Regions from separate parts of the Mus musculus genome. Here regions 2 and 3 are each linked to region 1. A link is a contact called in public Hi-C data. All regions are on one chromosome and are shown on one strand. Each heading gives the region's core, a stretch centred on a gene start, on an enhancer-like site or on the middle of the called end of the contact. The rest is flanking DNA. Distances are from core to core; before and after follow the strand shown.

Region 1 (3,109 bases), core at 372-2,871:
CACTTTCTGACTTGGAATTTTGTCTAATCATAATTTTCCTGTAAATTATAATAATGCATAACTGACGTATACTATGCTTTGGAGTGCAATATAGATACAGAATAGAAGCTTGGGAGGTGTGAAGACCATGTGGATCTGGGGACGTGGCTCAGTGGGTAGAGTGTTTAGGCATGAAGTCCTGAGTCAGGAACTCTGGTCATTGTTAAGGATTTTTAAATTTAAATGAAAATTAGCCCCAGAGACATGGAAAATTAGCTTGCAAAGACTTTTGCTACTTGCTGTGTGCAATTCCTGTCTGTATAGATTGCACACGTGTGATATGATGTGGCTTCACTTTAAGGTGCACTCTACAAAGAAAGGATCCAAGAACAGAAAAGAGGGAAAGGAATCCACGTGAGGGGGATTCCTTGGGCTGCGTGGCCCCCAGATTATCGTGCCTGTTTTCTACTCCGACGTCCAGTCGGTGGTATTTGTTTTGTTTTTGTTTGTTTGTTTGGGGTCTTGGGGGGGTGGTTGGTTAGTTTAGTTTGTTTGTTTTTCAGAAATCACTATGAAACATTTTGTACAGTTGAAGGGAACTAGAAATTTTGTACAGTTGAAGGGAACTAGGCCTGTGATAGCCTTTTGGATTTCAAACTAGACTTGGGGAAGTCATTCTGTCCCTCCAGTTTGGTTGTAAATGGATCAAAGTAGCTGAAGCTTAGTGGTTATCCCTAAAGATAGGAAATGGTTCTTGGTGCCTCTTCTTCTTTCCCAACAACAGTCCTTTAAAACCTTGTGGGTTTTTTTGTTGCTGTGATAAAACACCAATACCAAAAGCAATTTACATAAGACTATGTTTATTTGGACATGCTGTGATAAAACAGACAAAACACCAACACACACACACACACACACACACACACACACACGTCGGTCATTCACTATTGCTGTTGGTCATTCACTGTTGCTGTTGGTCACTCACTATTGCTGTCAGTCATTCATTCACTATTGCTGTCAGTCATTGACATGAACTGCCTGACTTTTAAGCCGCTTATGTTCTCTGTGCTAAAAATAGTTCAATATAAATAAACTCAAGGGGATATTTCTTCTAAAAATATGATGGTGACAGAAAGACAAAAACAGATTGAGGACAAAATAAAAATTGACCTTCAGTTATATTTTTAAAAGTTATGTTAAAGGGTTCCTATTTAAAAACTCAGTTGCATAAATAGTCTATGAAATAGAACATCTAGTGTGAGCCTTGGTTGTCTTGGCATGAAACACCAGGAGGAGACAGGCTGGTGGGGGCGGGCCATGGTTCTCCTTCCTTCCCTTCATTCAGTTGAGTAATTTTCTTTCTTTATGCTTTGCTGACGCCCTTCTCACCTTTGACTTTGTCAGTCCTGCGATTTGAAACATGGGACTTATATAAATGTGTGTAGAAAGGGCTCTAAAATGCTCAGCTGCTCACGTGGAAGTTTTGAGACCAATCAGCGGCTTAGTTCTTTAGGAAATTACCCTGCCTCACCTCTGTGAGATACAGGCTTGGCCTGTTTGAATTTGTTGTCCTGTATTGTGATGATTCACAGTCAAAGGGCCAAGCCCTGTAACAATGGCAAAGCAGCACAAATGAAGGTCATTGCTCAATCTCCTGTTTATCGCTGGAGCGGTGGCTCAGCAGTTAAGAGCACGCTCCTGCTGCTCTTCCAGGGGACCTGAGTTTGTTTCCCCACACCCGAGTTCAGTATGTGCTTTCAGTGCAAGGCACTGCCTGTGTTTTGTTGGGTGTGAAGAGTCCCATGATTTTATCGGGAAATGAATGAACCTTCAAAGATTTCAAACTCATTTCAAATACTAGCAGAAGCTCAGCAAACTGAGATCCTTCTCTGATGTCCAGTTTTAAATACTGAAGCTCACAGCAGCAGCAGCAGCAATGGAGACAGAGCCCAGCCCAGCCACCTGCAGCCAGCGGAATTCCCTGCCCTTTTAGTGACCTCCACTCAGATGAAGCCAGACCCTTGACTATACTGCAGAAAAGAATTCCAGGAGAGGCCTGAGAGCAGTAAATTAGTGAGCCTGTTAAAGAGAGCTAGCTTTAAAGAGTAACCACCATTTAAAAATTATGTAGAGTTTTAAAAGTAAGCAAAAACATGCGAGTTGATTTCCTAAACACTTTCTTTCATTTTTTTAAAAAGAAGTTCCCTTTATAAATGAAATTATAAGGTGGTTTTATGAAGTGTGCTGTTTATGTTCTGGGATTAGAGATGAGAGTGCTGACATAGTTCAACTCAAGGCTACAAATACCCAGGCCCCGAGTAAACCTGGTCTGTTTAACACCCTTGTTTGCAATGCCCTTCAGAAAACAAGAGCTGTCTCTGCAGGCAATCTTTACCAGTTATCTGGACCTTCTGAGTCCCTGCCAGCATCCCGCGGGAATCTATTCCTTCCAGAGTCCTTTAATTTCATCTGTCCTCCTATCCTGCTTCACTTGAGGTGACTTCTGCATACTTTACCCAAACCACTGCTGTCATTCTTACTTCTGGGATGTGTGACCATCTTGTCCCTCTGATGACAGGAAGAAGGACTTTATCTCATAGCAGCAGTGGCTCCCATGGACCATATTGCCTGTCAGCCCTGAGACCATTGCTTGCTTTATTCGGAGGAATTAAAGGCGTGCACTACAAGATTTTACTTTGCAACGTAAACACTGAGCAAATCCAGACATCCAGAGATGCTGAGAGGAAAAAGACGTCTCTTCTTGTGCTGCCATTTGTCCAGTGGATGCTTTTCAGACAGCACACTCTATATATTTCAAGGAGACAATGTCACCCTTACTGTGTTGGCAAAGGCTGTCACAGAGCACTCCAAAGTCCATAGCTTAAGTGCATCAGTGGGGACAGATTTGACAGTGTATATTGAGGATGCTGGTTTGCCTTAACAATTGTAAAGTTTTCCTTCTTTTCTCTTTCACATTTCCCCTTTGTACTGCACAATACAAAAGAGATTCTGTTGACATTAATAAGCACCATTGCTGACAAACACCATTCTCTGTTGCGGTAACCAAGGCTTCAGACCCACTAAGGTATCTGTCCTTGATAAAGCACCACCAAAACTTCATTTCTCCAGT
Region 2 (3,109 bases), core at 220-2,719, 210 kb after region 1:
AAGAGGCAGGGAAAAACCATGAAACTGAATCACCCAGTGCAAACTCCCATCTTAGTTGGAAAGCTGTCTCCGTTCTCCTCGTAGGCAATATAAACATTTACAATACACACCTGTGCGATACTTTCCCGGAGTGCACAGAACCAGGGCAAAGGGAAGTGAGACTGCTCTGATTTTTCACTCCTCCATTCAGGAACAAAGGGAGAGATTCTCTGAGGGGCAGCAAAAGTAGGGGATCATATTGCAAGCGTCTGCCTTGCCAGGCTCCCCCATCTTTGAAGCTGGACAGACTCTCCTCTCGGGTTGCAGAGGCCCAGATGTCTGATTTTGAAAGGAGGCTTTGTGTTGCCATAATGAGGCTACACACTGTAGGCTTTTTATTTAACATGTGATGCAGTTCCCCATCAAATCACAGTAGATTTACCCAAAAGGGAATACATTAACAAGATGATCCATCGAAAGGGGCCAGGCTTTAGTGTAAGACACCCGAGCTTAGCACTTTAAAATATCATCTCCTTCTACAGTCTCAGGCCCTCCATCCTCCCACCCTACCCCCCACCGAGGCATGTGCACACACATAGGCACACATATACACTGACACCAACACAAATACCACCAAAAATAAGACCCTAGCAAGGAATCAGACAAATTTGAGGATGGGACTTGGTCCTACCATCTGCAGTGGTCTGAGTCACTTGCAGGGATGTGCTGGCTCCTTATAAGTTGTGACCTTGGACAACTAATTTCACCAGTATGAATCTCAGAGTTTATCAGCAGAAAACAAACTTCAAACTCTGGAGAGGTCAGAGGTGTAGCTCAGCAAGGACTTGCCCTACTGTGTGCAAGGATGGATTTCAGCTCTCCAACACCTCTCACAAGCAAACAAACCCAGTCCGGTCATCCAGATTGTAGTAAGAAATTGAAAAAAAAATCGATGATTTAACGCATTAGCTATTATTGATTAAAGTTTAGCAGATAATAAATTCTCTATTAGAGCATTCAATTTCTCTTTTCTCCTTTTTGGGGGGATTTGGGGTAGGAGTAGATTTTATGAACTGTGTGCAGCCAGTGGTGACCTTGAACTTGTGCCTCTCCCTCCAAGCACTGAATTGTGCACAACTGCCCAGTTTTCTATTGTTAAAGGATTCCCTAAATCGCTTTTTCTGGAAGGAAGATAATGACTGAAGAGCCACTCCCTCCTGGTCTTCAGCTGGCTCAGCCTTCTCGAGCAGCTGCGGAAGACATTCCCACCAAGAGCAATTTAGAAACCAGACCAAGTGAAGATGGTCTTTGTGCATCTGGACAAGTTGCAGTCTCTGAAGAAGTCCTTTCAGAAGTCAGGGCCACAGGAATGTGTAAAACTGCTCCCTCCTCTGTGACCAACAGGAAGAAACAGCATTGGCCTCCCTTCCCCCACTACAGCTCAGCCTATCCCTCCGTTCTTCTGTGGGCTGAAGCCTTAAACAGCCGCCTCTTCAAAGGCTGTTCTTGAACAAAGAAACTCTAGAGGAGTTCTCTGTAGTGTGACTTGTCCAGGAAGTAAAGGGTGTGTCGGAAGAAGGTGTTTCTCCAGCGGGAGAGATGATAGCTCTGTCAGGAAAGCATTTGCCTTGCAAGCAGGAGGACCCGAGTTCAATCTTCACACCCCACATAAAAATGGCTGTTCATGGTGGCACTCGCTCATAATCCCAGGGCTGACGAGGCATAGACAAGCAGATCTCTGAGCTAAGTTTGAGCCAGACCTCTAGGATTTAGGACCTACTACTCAACAGTCTTGGCATTGCCCATTGCTGGATCTTGGTTTCTCCTTTTACAACAACGGCAGCTTGCTTGCGTTCAACTATAGTTAAGAATACTATCAAATAGGACCGTTCGTCTCTGATTACGAACCGCAGTTCTGCAGGCTGGTGAAGTGGCTCACCAGATACAATACTTGCTTAACATATCAGAAGCCCTGGATTTGAGCTCCAGAACCACTTAGAACCCGGCACGGTGTTGCATGCCTTTAATCCTAGCACTTGGGAACTGGGGTCTGGAGGATCGGGCATATACGGTTATTCTGGGCTGGGTAGCAAGTTCAAGCTCAGCACTGCAGATCTGGCCGGTGAACAGTGAGACTCAAATGGTTGCAACGTCTGTAACATCCTTCCTGGTTTTCATCACGACATCTGTAAATCATGCTATATAATCCCAGGCTGGAACGTTGACTTTTAGTTCTACGCGTTGCCCCTTTCCTATATATTTAAACAGCTGTAAGTGTCAAACTTTTCGGGTAGTCCTTTCTCTAGCACAGGACTCTGGGCAAGCAGTAAGAAGTGCTATAAATCCTTGGGGTTTATATTTATTGGAAGCCTTTTAGGCTATTCCAGGAGACCCTGTGATTTCCTGTGGAGGACAGGTGGATTTTCTGTTTCTATACAAAACCAGAGGCGCCTCGTAATTACGTTGACACGGACCTGCAGCGCCACCTGTTGGCCGATGTCTTGACAATCACCACTCGGCACAAAATTATCAGGGGAATAAAATTTTTATTTCCAAAGAAGCAGCCAAAGTGGGAAGATGCTGGAAGGCCACAGTTAAATGTCTCTTTCTTGTACCGGAGAAAGAGACTCTTGCCTCTCTGAAATTTTTGGAGCTTCTTAATTCTAGTTGGGCAAGAAGCAACAGTTGTCTACTTAAATGATAGGGTGATCTTACCGGGGCTATTTAAACATTTAAAGTTTACATATTTCAATTTATAGCATTTTAGAAGTAGAGATGAAAGTAAGGATCCGTTTCTGTTGATTTTTAAGCAGTTGTTCTGATGCTGTCCTTGCTGGCTTTTCTGCTGTTGTCAAAAACACCGGGACCGGAAACAATCTGGGGATGAAATGGTTTATTTCATCTTCTGCTTTCAGTCTTTGTCTGTCACTGAGGGAAGTCAAGGCAGGAGCTAGAGGCAGGAACTGAAGCAGAGACCATGGAGGAGCGCTCCCTGGCAGGCCTCCCCTATGCTTAGCTATCTTTCTTATACAGGCCAGGTCTACCTGCCTAGGAGTCCTGTACCCACGCTCAGCTGGGACCGCTTGCATCAAGTACTAAGTGATTTTGTTGTTGTTGTTTTGTTTTGTTT
Region 3 (3,109 bases), core at 175-2,674, 150 kb after region 1:
GTTCTTAAGCCCAGAGCCATTTCTCCATCCCCTGAATGAAATTTTTGTGAGGTATCCATTATAATCTTCAAGGCAATTATGAGTAAAGTAGCACAAAGCTAATAAAAGCTAATTAGTGAAAGAGAATTAATAGAAGGAAATGAAATTAAAATGGTACAGGAGGAAACATCCATTTAAGTGATGAGAAGACAAAAATGAATAGCTAGTAAAACAAAATAATAATTATAACAAATTGGAGACTAAATAGAAAATAAGTGCCAGGCATAAATATTAATATGGACATTAATGTAAATATATTCAACATTCCAATCCACAAGCACAGATTGGTACCAGAAAAATGTACAAAATAAAATATTATCAACTCTACAGTATACACACACACACACACACACACACACACATATTTATATAAAACAGACATATCTTAGATTTAAATATATAAGTTAAAATGAATATAAATATAAAAAATTATTCTTCTGTATAGACCAAATGTTAGATCATAAAAGGACATATGTTAAACCCTATAAAAATGAATCAGTAATTTAGAAATGTTCCAAACCATATAAGCTATTGAATTCTAATTTCACTCATTGATGGAGAAAATTGGAAACAAATCCTAGAATCAACATTTAATTTTTTTCATCATGTGAAAATTAATATTCCTAAATTGGTAAAGGATTGAAGGAAAAATTCACAAGGGAGACAGGAAATACTTTTGAGTAAAATTGAAAGGCAGCATTCCAACACATATGAAAGGCAATTAAAACAATGCTTAGAGAGAATCGTAGTGTGAATGCATGGATTTAAAATGCAAAAAGAGGGGCTGGAGAGATGGCTTAATGGTTAACAGAACTTGCTGATCTTGCAAAGGACCAGAACCCTCGTCCAATAGCTCACAACTGCCTGTAATTCTAGTTCCAGGAGATCCAATGCCCTCTTCTGGCCTCCATGGGTACTGCACACATATGGGCACCCCAGAGCAAGATTTATAGCCAGTTCTTTAAATTCTGGATTTGACTGAGTCAAATAAAGTGAAAGAACATTAGAGGGCTATTTCTGACATCAACCTCCTGCCTTCACATGTTCATGTACACAGGCACACATACACACACGAGTCCACACAGCTGAAAACGCAAGTCTTTAACTCCACAAACTAATTTATGAGTCTTCCTTTTGCATACTATGTGATAATAGAAAGACAAGAAAATTCAGAGAAAGAGAAAGTCTTCTGGTTTGAATTAGACAGCCGAGGCCCTGCAAGGCACACCCAGTGCTGGCAAATTTATAAAGCCAAAACAAAAGGAATCCCAGTGCAGAAATGGCTGTTTGCTGGGTGAACCCACTTCCCTCCCAACTCTGCTTGGCAGATCTGTACCCTGATTATTCCATCTGGAGATAATTGTGTGACATCATCCATAAAATTAAATCATAATCAACCTAACTAGCAAACAGGCCAGCAGGCTGCTTCACAGCCACACACAGGATAAAGGAGATGATTCATCTCAATGGGAGACAAGGGGGTGGAATGAAATGTGGATGGTGCAGAGTGGGTGACCCTCAGCGTGTGCACAGGCTCGCAGCTGGCAACGTGCCCAAGCCCATGCCCGGGAATGCCAGGGCCACTGCCATGTACCTGCATTGCCCATGTGTGATGAGGAGAGGCGATCTCCTTAGAAATAGATCCATAGGTTGCATTATAGAGACGGTGCATATCCAAAAGTAAACATTCCCATTTTATGATAAATTATCCGCTATGGGAAATCACAAAGAAGGGAAAGACATATATAGTAGTATAAGGCAAAATGTCCCCTGTCAGCTCACTTTTGGAAGAGAGTGTTGCATAGTCTGTTGGTTAAGTGGGTGGAAATGAGTGAGGAGTAGTGTATTTCTGAGAAGAGTCTCCTTTGTAAGGCAATAAGGTGTGGTTCTAAATCAGTTCCTGATGCAAGAAGCAACAGAATCATTAAGACAGTCCACATTAGAGTGGGCAGAGATGGAGCTCAGTTCATAGCATGTATGCTGAATATGCTTAAAGGTCCATACCTAGTGCTTCATTACGGTGGTGGAGGCTATAAGCCCAGAACCCAGGACGTGGAGGTCGAAGGATCCGAAGTTCAAGGTTATCCTTGGCTACCCACCACCCTTCTAAATAAAAACGATGACCACTCATGCAAATATGTCTGAAGGACTCTGGGTTAATGTACACATGCGAGTTTCTTGTGGATTCACACTGTTCACAATAGCTAAGAGATGCAGTAGCAGCTTAGATGTCCATCAGAAGATAAATGATAAAGAAAATATGCTATATATTCACAATGGGACTTTTTCAAACCTCAAGAAAATTAAGTCGTGGTATTTGCAGGAAAACAGCTGGAAAGAGAGATCATTATGTCAAGAGAAATAAGACTCGGAAAGCTAAGCACAGCGTTTACTCTCCTATGGGGAATCTAGATTTACATGTGTTGGGGGTGGGAGGAGAGGGACCACATGAGACAAGGAAGAGTTCGGTGATGGAATCCATGTGTCTTGTAGGCAGGGGAGGGACTATTTGGGGCGAGGAAGGATACCAGGAAGAGAGAAGCAGAAGGGACTGGGCGAGGGGGAGGCAATGGAAAAGGAAGATGAATAAGAACAAAGTCTAATGACTCATGTATGCAAACTCCACAATGAAAACCATCACTTTGTACACTAACTTTAAAATTTGAAAGAGAGAGAGAGAGAGAGAGAGAGAGAGAGAGAGAGAGAGAGAGAGAGAGGCAGAAATAGAATAGACCAAGACAAATGCAATGCAAGGTTTGTTCCTGTTGGTTGTTCCAAGTGCTTCTGCCGTGGCTGGACAGATGAAGGGCTTCTAAAAGTCCACGGTCATCTCAGACTCTCACCACCAGGAAGCACAGATTTGGGCCAAACCATTTGAGACACTTGGCCTTAATGACTGGAGATTTCCATGGAGACCCCTGTAAATGTGAAATGCAGCTGTAGGCTGAGTTTCTGAATTTTCCAAGTAGCAACAGTGCCAGATGTTAGGAAGCTGGTGGCTCTGGAGCATCTGCAGTGAGAAGGTCACTGCCCATCTGTGAGGATGTGAGCACAAAACAACGGAGAAGAG

The links. A called contact is a pair of places that touch in the nucleus more often than the background predicts.
Region 2: a Hi-C map of embryonic stem cells shows a contact between it and region 1, with 2.7 times the contacts expected there. The contact joins two enhancer-like sites. A contact is called at or near these places in 12 of 484 Hi-C or Micro-C datasets (the HL-1 cell line, embryonic stem cells, nephron progenitors and 1 more), 3 of 115 datasets of contacts at active chromatin or transcription factors (all in embryonic stem cells) and 1 of 9 other capture datasets (embryonic stem cells).
Region 3: a Hi-C map of the N1E-115 cell line shows a contact between it and region 1, with 2.1 times the contacts expected there. The contact joins two enhancer-like sites. A contact is called at or near these places in 5 of 484 Hi-C or Micro-C datasets (the HL-1 cell line, the N1E-115 cell line and embryonic stem cells) and 1 of 9 other capture datasets (embryonic stem cells).

What each region holds. Positions count from the first base shown.
Region 1 is chr9:116,638,648-116,641,756 of GRCm38.p6, reverse strand. The region is part of intron 10 of Rbms3 (RNA binding motif, single stranded interacting protein); the gene reads left to right. Among named protein-coding and RNA genes, the nearest start is that of Gm39449, 120 kb to the right of the region's middle. Within about 2 kb of position 1,621, at least 42 of the 459 cell types and tissues checked have an H3K27ac peak or open chromatin away from gene starts, as enhancers often do. A contact at or near this core is called in the N1E-115 cell line and embryonic stem cells, where this site is marked.
Region 2 is chr9:116,425,796-116,428,904 of GRCm38.p6, reverse strand. No RefSeq gene overlaps it. Among named protein-coding and RNA genes, the nearest start is that of Gm31559, 34 kb to the right of the region's middle. Within about 2 kb of position 1,469, at least 17 of the 459 cell types and tissues checked have an H3K27ac peak or open chromatin away from gene starts, as enhancers often do. A contact at or near this core is called in embryonic stem cells, where this site is marked.
Region 3 is chr9:116,487,811-116,490,919 of GRCm38.p6, reverse strand. No RefSeq gene overlaps it. Among named protein-coding and RNA genes, the nearest start is that of Gm39449, 36 kb to the left of the region's middle. Within about 2 kb of position 1,424, at least 20 of the 459 cell types and tissues checked have an H3K27ac peak or open chromatin away from gene starts, as enhancers often do. A contact at or near this core is called in the N1E-115 cell line, where this site is marked.